Regions from separate parts of the Ovis aries genome. Here region 1 is linked to region 2. The links are chromatin contacts, called in public Hi-C maps. All regions are on one chromosome and are shown on one strand. The core of a region is the stretch at or near the end of the contact, and the rest is flanking DNA. Distances in the headings are between cores, read along the strand shown.

Region 1 (3,878 bases), core at 390-2,889, 80 kb before region 2:
AAGATGAGATGGTTGGATGGCATCACCAACTCAATAGACATGAGTTTGAGCAAGCTTGGGGAGTTGGTGATGGACAGGGAAGCCTGGAGTGCTACAGTCCATGGGGGTCGCAGAGGACTCACACTCACACGACTGAGTGACTGAGCTGAACTGAACCTAAATCACGGATGCACAGAGGATGCTGGAATAGAGGATGAGACCACAGAGAGAAAGAAAGCAGAGAAAGGTGAGGAAGGAATGGGTGAGAAGGCGGCATCTGAACAACAGTCAAGGAGGCCAGGAGCAGGACATGAGGCTGCAGGAGAAGGTTCCAAGGGAGCAGCATGGGCCTGGGACAAGGACACTGCTGGCACCCTGCAGGAAGACACCAAGCCACCTGTCTGGCCTGGCATGGGCCTGAATGACCTTCAGCCCCTAGAATGACCTCACATGCCAGCTGTCCCTCTCCTGTGTCACAGGTGGGGAAATCGAGGCTCAGAGACAATAAGTAACATGCTCAACGTCACATAGCCACCCCCGGGAGGACATCGGCACACAGCATCAGTGAACAAGCTGTGTGTCTCTGGGCAAGTTGCCTGGCCTCTCTGAACCTATCTCTTCATCTCCACGCAACACTTCACTTCCACCATCCCTTTGCCCTTTGCCCACATTTTACCCAACCCCACACCAGGGCCTACTGGGGAACACAGCGATACAGAGACAGGAGGTGAGGACTGGCTTTGAGATGCTCACACCATAGGGCAGTGGCTCTCAAACAGCGTCAGCATCCTTGGGGGGCTTGTAAAAACCCAGAGCTTCTGATTCAGCGGATCTGGGGCAGCCCAAGGATCTGCACTGGTGACAAGGGCTGGTCCAGGGTCCAGGTTTAAGGGAAACTTTCCAGGGCTCCTCTCTCTGCTCTCTAAGTGGGGGCCCACCCACTGCCGCCAACCCTGGGGGCCCAGGGGCTCTCTGCAGCCAGATGCGGGCAGAGTGGGGAGATGGCTCTCTCTGTCATCAGGCGGACCCTTGAAAGCGAGGCTGAGCTAGAGGGCAAGGCACCTGTGCTTTGACTCACCTTATTCTTTTTCACTTTGATCTTGGCGGGGACAGGAACGTAGGTACTGCAGGAGGAAAAGGCAGGTGCTTAGCATGGGGAGAGGGTCAGCTGCCTGGGCATCGGCTGGGGAGGAGAGGGCTGGAGATGCAGGTGGACCACGGGGAGGGGCGGGCGGGCCACCGGGAGAGGCGGGGGGCCACGGGGAGAGGCGGGCGGGCCACGGGGAGAAGCACTCTTCCACCAAGGGGCTCCACCTCCTGCAGTAGCCCATTATGGACACCAGAGGGCGATCGTGGCTAACTTGAGACCCTTCTGCGGAGGCCAAGCTGAGCCCTAGCTGATACAGCCCCTCCTCTGGCCAAGCCAGCTTCCCTCACTGCCCTGCACCCCGAATCCCTCGGGTTTCCTAACCAGGCCTCAGATAGGGAGGCTCTCAGCCATCTCGGCACTAAGCCCCTTTTCTTTTAGGCAGGAATGGGACCAAGTGCGAGCCTGGCCAAGCCTCCAGGTCTCCCTGGAGGACAGAGGTCATGAGGACTAGTGTGAGCTCAGCGAGACACGTGCCAAGCGGCCGGAACAAATCAGATGTGAACTAACTCGCCGATGGTCCAGGCAGGACCTGTGACTCACACCAGAGCCTACATGCTCCTCACCCAGTCTGCCTAGCAGCCGCTTTGACAGTGTGAGAGGCGGGGGGAGGGGGTGCTGTCATAATAGGGGAGCAGCACAGAGATGAGAAAGCTCAGCAGGGTCCACCTCCTGGGGGACTCGCAGGGTGATTGGGGAAGCAAGGGCAACCCACTCCAGTCTTCTTGCCTGGAGAATCCCCTGGACAGAGGAGCCTGGCGGGTTACAGACCACGGGGTCGCCGAGAGTAGGACACGACTGAGCAACTAACACTTTCACTTTTCACTTTGGGGAAGCAAACCCGAGAGGTCTATTGTGTTGTGGCTGGGGAGTCATGAGCAGGAGGAAGGCCAGAGCTCGGGGCATCGGGGTGATGGGAGGAGGGGTACGGGAAGAGCCGGAGGCAGCCTGGGAGCGGGGCTCTGCTGTCTAGGAGAGCCTGTCTCGGGAGGCAGGACAGCACGAGTGTGGCTGTAGCGGGTGGAGCCCCCACCACGGCAGGGGGCTCAGAGGCCCTCACTCAGCAAGGAGGAGCAGTGACCCCCTCCGCCGTGCAGACGCCTCAAGGGGACTTACTGGGAGATGGTGCCCGTGGTGGTGGCACTGATTACCCACTCCAGATCGACAGTCTTGAAGGGGACCAGGACCATGCTGACGTTCTCTGCCAGCTCCCTGAAGCTCTCCGGGTACACGAGGTGGTGGGTGGTCTTCCTCCCGACGTCGGCCTCAAACCCTGCAGTGGGGGCCTTGTTCATCCTGGGGGGAGAGGGGAGAGATGACAGGTATCATGTCACCATCAAAGGTGACTTAGAGGGTCAGCTTTAGCTCAGAGAGGCTGTGCTGTGTCTCACCTTCCTCATCTGTAGAATGGGCACAGGGAGGGCATAGGTCAGATGCTTTAGCTACTTTTTTCTCACGGATGATCTCAGGTGAGCCTAACCATCCCCACCACCAACAGCTGACTCTGTCCCGGTGCAGCGATGTACCTCATTGACCTTTAACGATAACTGGTATATGTATTTTATGGTCCTAATTTTATGGCCAAACTAATCTGAGCATAAAGAATTTATCCCAGAACATAAGAGCTACCCAGTGGCGGCCTTGAACTCAGGGCCTGTCAACCCTAAATCTGACTCTCTCCCCCTCACCACAGACATTCCCACTGGACACCAGTACACTGAGGCTCCCCGAGGCCAGGTGAGTGGTCTAAAGACATAAAGTCAGAGTCCACAGACATGGGGGACAGTTCTAGAAGGGGTCTGAGGATGGCTGCCTGAGTTTCTCATGCTGGGCACTGGTGCCCCGGGTCTGGCGCCTGGTGTTGGGGTGACGAGAAACCCAGGAGAGAGGTTGGCATCTTCCTGGAACATTCATTTTACTTGGAGACAGGGAAACCTATGTTTGCATTAGAAGCATAGGTTACATTATGGCCTGGATGGCCAAGCAGGGACGGACTGCAAAGATGAAACAAGAATCTCGTTAGTCTAGGCCTCCAGCCAGGCCGCTCCAGGCCGAGTTCCTGCCCACTGGGTGCTTCTCTCTGGGTTCAGAGAGGCCTTGCTGATTCATCCCCATCCTGCAATGCACATGGGGAAACTGAGGCCCTGGGGAAGTCTGGACTCCCCGACTGGAGTCCTGACCTCCTGACCCTGAGCCATGACGCCTGCTGCAGCTCCAGGGGCCCAGGTGGGGGCGGCGGGGTGGGCCAGGGGGCGAGGGCCCGCACTCACCTGAGCACAAAGTCGTGACTGTCTATCTGAGGCCCGTACCAGGACTCCCTCAGGTTGCCCGAGTTGCCCACGACGGCGCAGCGCCGGCAGCCCACGGAGCCCTTCTCCAGCAGGGGGTCCACGTCCCCGGGCACCACCTGGAACAGCTCCTTGATGGTGTCGTTCAGGTTATTAGGCTGCTTCTCCCGCTGGAGCTTCTGTGGGCAGAGGACGCGGGACGCAAGTCAGCCAGGCTGGACTCCGAGCTCCTCGGGGCTGGTGACCTGGCTCCTCCCGAGGCTCCTGGAGACAGAGCTCCACCTCCCCCACAGGAGCCACTCGGGGAGACAGGAAGGCCAGAGATCACTCATTCAGTCTACAAATGCTTCCTGAGCACCTGCTATGCTTGGTGGGTAAAGAATGTGCCTGAATGCAGGAGACCCAGGTTCAATCCCTGGGTCGGGAAGATCCCCTGGAGAAGGGCATGGCAACCCACTCCAGCA
Region 2 (3,796 bases), core at 101-2,600:
GCCCAAAAGATCCCAACACCCTTCCCGGGAGACCAGGCCACGGGATAGAGCGTAGGCGCCCTGGGGCATAACTGCGCCCCGCTAGGGAGCAGCCTCAGTACCCATCTCAAGTTCAGCCGCGCTGCCTCCCGCAAGGTCAAGCTCAAACACACTCTCGCTTAGTGAAAGAAGGAGCTCAAAGTTGCGCCACCGTCCCGATTTCGAACAAGGCTGTGCCCCCATCTGGGCACTCTGCCCCAATGGCACTGCTGCCCGCTCCCGCGCCCCCCGGCGGAGCTGCTCCTGCCCCGCGCAGGTCACACACCCCAGACGCAGACAAGTTGCTAACTTTCGTCAGATTATTTCGCGGCAGCTGTGGCGCCTAACGGGATCCCGGGCAGACTCCGTTTCGAGTTGCCGCGGGCACCACCCCCGTCAAGCTCCCCTTCGCCCACCTCAGTCCCTCCCTGTTCAACACGCCACGTCCAGCTGGCCTGCCCCGGTTGCCAACCTCTCCACCGTATCCGGAGCAACGCGGGCCTGCGGTGTCCCCGGGGGCGAAGGCCACCTCCCGGATCCGCGCCTGCTCGCAGCGGATTTGGACGCTCGACTGGGATCACTGGGCTGCCTCCGCGCGCCCCCGCACCCCGGATTCCGCTCTAAAGGGTCGCACGGCCCCGTCTCCTCGTGGGGTCTTAGCCCACAGGCGACCCCGCGGGGCATTTCGCTTTTGGCGGCCCCAATCGGCGGGATGCCAGCTCCGCGCGCCGAGTGCAATGTCACTGGGGCCACCCCGGGGACCGCTGCCCCAGACCCGGCGTAGGCTCCCTAGAGCTCCCAGCAGCTCTTTTTGAAACGGCTGTATACCCTTGAGCCCGACCCTCCGCTCCGACCTCCTTGCTCTCCCAAAGACCCCGACGACGCCGCTGCTAAGGAGGGGGGCTCCCTGCGTGTGCCCTCCTCCCTCCCGGCGCCGGGGTCCTCAGTCCACTTCCACGCCCCTGTCACACACTCCCAGATCCTTCCCCATCGCCTCTGTCCCCGGGTCCGGACCATCACCCCCTCCACTCGGAGAACACACACGAGACTGCCCGAGCCCCAACTCGGGTGGATGGAGCCCCCCGCGCACCCTCGGCTCCGCGCGCTCACTCACCGCGGCCGGAGACACGCGGAAGTTTCCGGGGCTCTGGGGCTAGGGGTGGGTACGGGACGAGGAGATCCGGAGGAGAATAAAAACGGGGGTGTCCCGAACACCCGGCCCGTTCCCTGCTCACATCGCCCCTGCCTGCTCTCTCTCCGCCTGCTCTTCCTCCCGGTCCTCCTCGTCCTCCTCGCTCTGGTCTTTGTCTTTGCAAAGTGTCGAAACTGTCTGGCATAGTGGAGCTCCGCCGGCGGAGGCTGGAGCCGGGGGAGCGGGGAGGCGGGCTGAGCAGGGGGGCGGTCTCGGGAACACCTTCCCCCGGGTGGAATGGGAGGGGGAGGCAGGCGGGCCGGCCGGGGAGGGGCCGGGGCCGGGAGCCGGGAGCCGGGGCGCGCCGGAGCCGAGCGGGTGCCTCTTGCGCGCGCCGCCCTCCCCTTCCTCCGCCCAGAGCCCGCCCCTCGCGGCCCCGCGCTCCCCCGGCGGCCGCCCCACCTCCCACCCGGCCTCGGCTCAGCTTTCCCCGGGCTCCGGGCTGCCGGCGAGCCGAACCGAGAGCGCCGAGCCACGTGGACTGCAGCCGGGTCGGCGGAGGCCCGGCGGGGGAGACGCTGGAGGCGCGGGGAACGGATCGCCGCCCAGAGCGGGGCTCTGCGGGGACGGCCGCCGCCGGCGGGCTGGCAAGGCTGGGGAGGCGCGGCCTGGGGGGGTGGCCCGCGGGCTAAAACCCGCGGAGGAGGCGGCGGTGCTCCGAAGAGCCCGCGTGGGTGCGCGGTAGCGGGAAGGGGCCGATCCCCCTGCCGGCGGTGGGGCCAAGCCACCTACTTCCTCTAAGGGCGCGCGAGTCGCGGGGGGACTGAGAGCGGGGGTGGAGGGAGCGGGGCTGGGCGGCTGGTGAGGCCCCGGGGCGGGCGCCCAGATGAGAGCCCGGAGGGGCCACCGCGGCCCGGCTTCCCGCCCTGGCCCTGCTGCCCGCTGCGGCTTCTTCCCTCCCACCCGCCGGGGCTGCGACGTGATCCAGAGCAGGGCGCGCCAGCCCGACTGCCAGGACAGGCCCCCTTTCGGGGTCAGCTTTGCGGATTTGGGCCCTTCCTCCCGGGGATTTTCCAGGCAAGAGTACTGGAGTGGGGTGCCATCGCCTTCTCCGTCCTTTATAGGAAAGTGGGGCGGTGCTGGCGTCTTGCTCTGTAGCAGAATGCCAGTCCTACAGGCTAAGTGCTGGACACAGGATTTAAGAGGCATTACCACAAAAAAAAAAAAAAAAAAAATCTAGTTTTACAGCTCTTAACTCCTTATTGGGGCTTTTCCTCTTTCACAACTTTTTGGAGAAATGCTACGAGGAAAACGGCCCAGCTTGGCCTAAGGGGTCAGTCAATTCTTGCAGTGCCCCTGGCCCCAGTCGGAGAGGCCAGCCTTCTGCAATGGAAGGCGAAAGAACAGTCTTAGCTCTTCATCAGAAAGAGATGTAGTGGATGCTCCAGAGTAGGGCCCGTAGGACCAGACTTCTTGGTTCCAATCTGCAGTGCCACTCCTTGGATGTGTGAAATTAGGCTAGTTTCAGAATCCCTAAGCTTGCTACCTCTGTGCCTCAGTTTCTCCATCTGTGAAAATGGGCATAATGCGATCAGTCCCACAAAGTCACTGTGATGACTAAGGGAATGCATATATGCCCAATACTAAAAACTCTATACAGCATATTAATAAGTGCCCAGTAAGAGTGTGTTGTGCCAGTGGTGGACTTCTCCAGCCCCAGGTCCCTGCCCACAGCTGGGGAAGGGCTGGCCTAGGGAATGCGTTGCTCGCATTGGTCAAGTCCTTCTGGGACATGAAGGAGAAAAGGAGAGAGATTTTGAGCTGCAGAAAAGATAATGATTAAACAGGGCAGGGGAGAAACTGAGAAGATTCTCTGCTAGAAAGGGAAGGAAAAGAGGAATAAAGATGTACAAAGGGCAAGAGAGGCACTGGAGGTAGAGGATCCGAAACAGAAAGCATACATACGAATCTGCAGGAGTTCTTCAAGGAGTCCTGCCAAACTGCACCAGGGCACTGCCATCTGGCTATGTTTCCTGGCCTCCAGGGTTTGCAAGAAAAGTTTGGGGTATTTTATCACCTGAGGCCTCTTGCTTGAACCTATTGGCTTTTGGTTCAGTTCTGGGTGGGGTGTGGCGGGGGTGGAGGTGAACCTTCTGGCCTGCAAGGAAGCATCTTGTGGGCTTAGCTCTTCCTGAGATGAGTGCTCTTGGCATTCCCCAAAATGCTTTCTCGTACGGGATGAGGGGAGCAGAGGTGTTGCCTAGAACAGCAACATCAGCTGCTGTTCTCGGCAGTGGCAGCATCTTTGGGTCACAGGAACCTTCTCACATGGACCTCTGGGACTTAGCAACTGGGAGCATGGCTTGGAGCTTCATCCACATCCAAGTCATCGGAAATACAAGAGCGGCGAGGATCATCTTGCTACAGGGACAACTGCCTGCAGTGCCCTGTTGGTTTTCCTGATTATATAGTTGGTGACTTTGGCCTTCTGATTTGATTCAGCTTGCTGGGGGCAGGGAATACTATGTGTACTGCTCCCGGCTGACTGCAACGCCCATCTCTGTGCCCAATAAAGAGTTTCTAGCTGAATTAATAAAGGAATGTTTACTGCAAGGATCAAAGAGTATAATGTACAGAAAAGCACTT

The links. A called contact is a pair of places that touch in the nucleus more often than the background predicts.
Region 1: a Hi-C map of tail adipose tissue shows a contact between it and region 2, with 4 times the contacts expected there. The contact joins the enhancer-like site here to the promoter of ST3GAL1 in region 2. A contact is called at or near these places in 7 of 16 Hi-C or Micro-C datasets (blood, liver, muscle and 2 more).

Annotation. Positions count from the first base shown.
Region 1 is chr9:21,038,247-21,042,124 of ARS-UI_Ramb_v3.0, reverse strand. ST3GAL1 (ST3 beta-galactoside alpha-2,3-sialyltransferase 1) reads right to left here. Exons shown (of 9, transcript XM_060419995.1): 5 at 3,397-3,593; 6 at 2,243-2,422; 7 at 1,058-1,103. Among named protein-coding and RNA genes, the nearest start is that of ST3GAL1, 80 kb to the right of the region's middle. Within about 2 kb of position 1,639, at least 21 of the 54 cell types and tissues checked have an H3K27ac peak or open chromatin away from gene starts, as enhancers often do. A contact at or near this core is called in liver and tail adipose tissue, where this site is marked.
Region 2 is chr9:20,957,764-20,961,559 of ARS-UI_Ramb_v3.0, reverse strand. ST3GAL1 (ST3 beta-galactoside alpha-2,3-sialyltransferase 1) reads right to left here and starts at 1,350. Exons shown (of 9, transcript XM_060419995.1): 1 at 1,133-1,350. It overlaps LOC132660282 (a long non-coding RNA gene), which reads left to right and starts at 1,633. Exons shown (of 2, transcript XR_009601705.1): 1 at 1,633-3,796.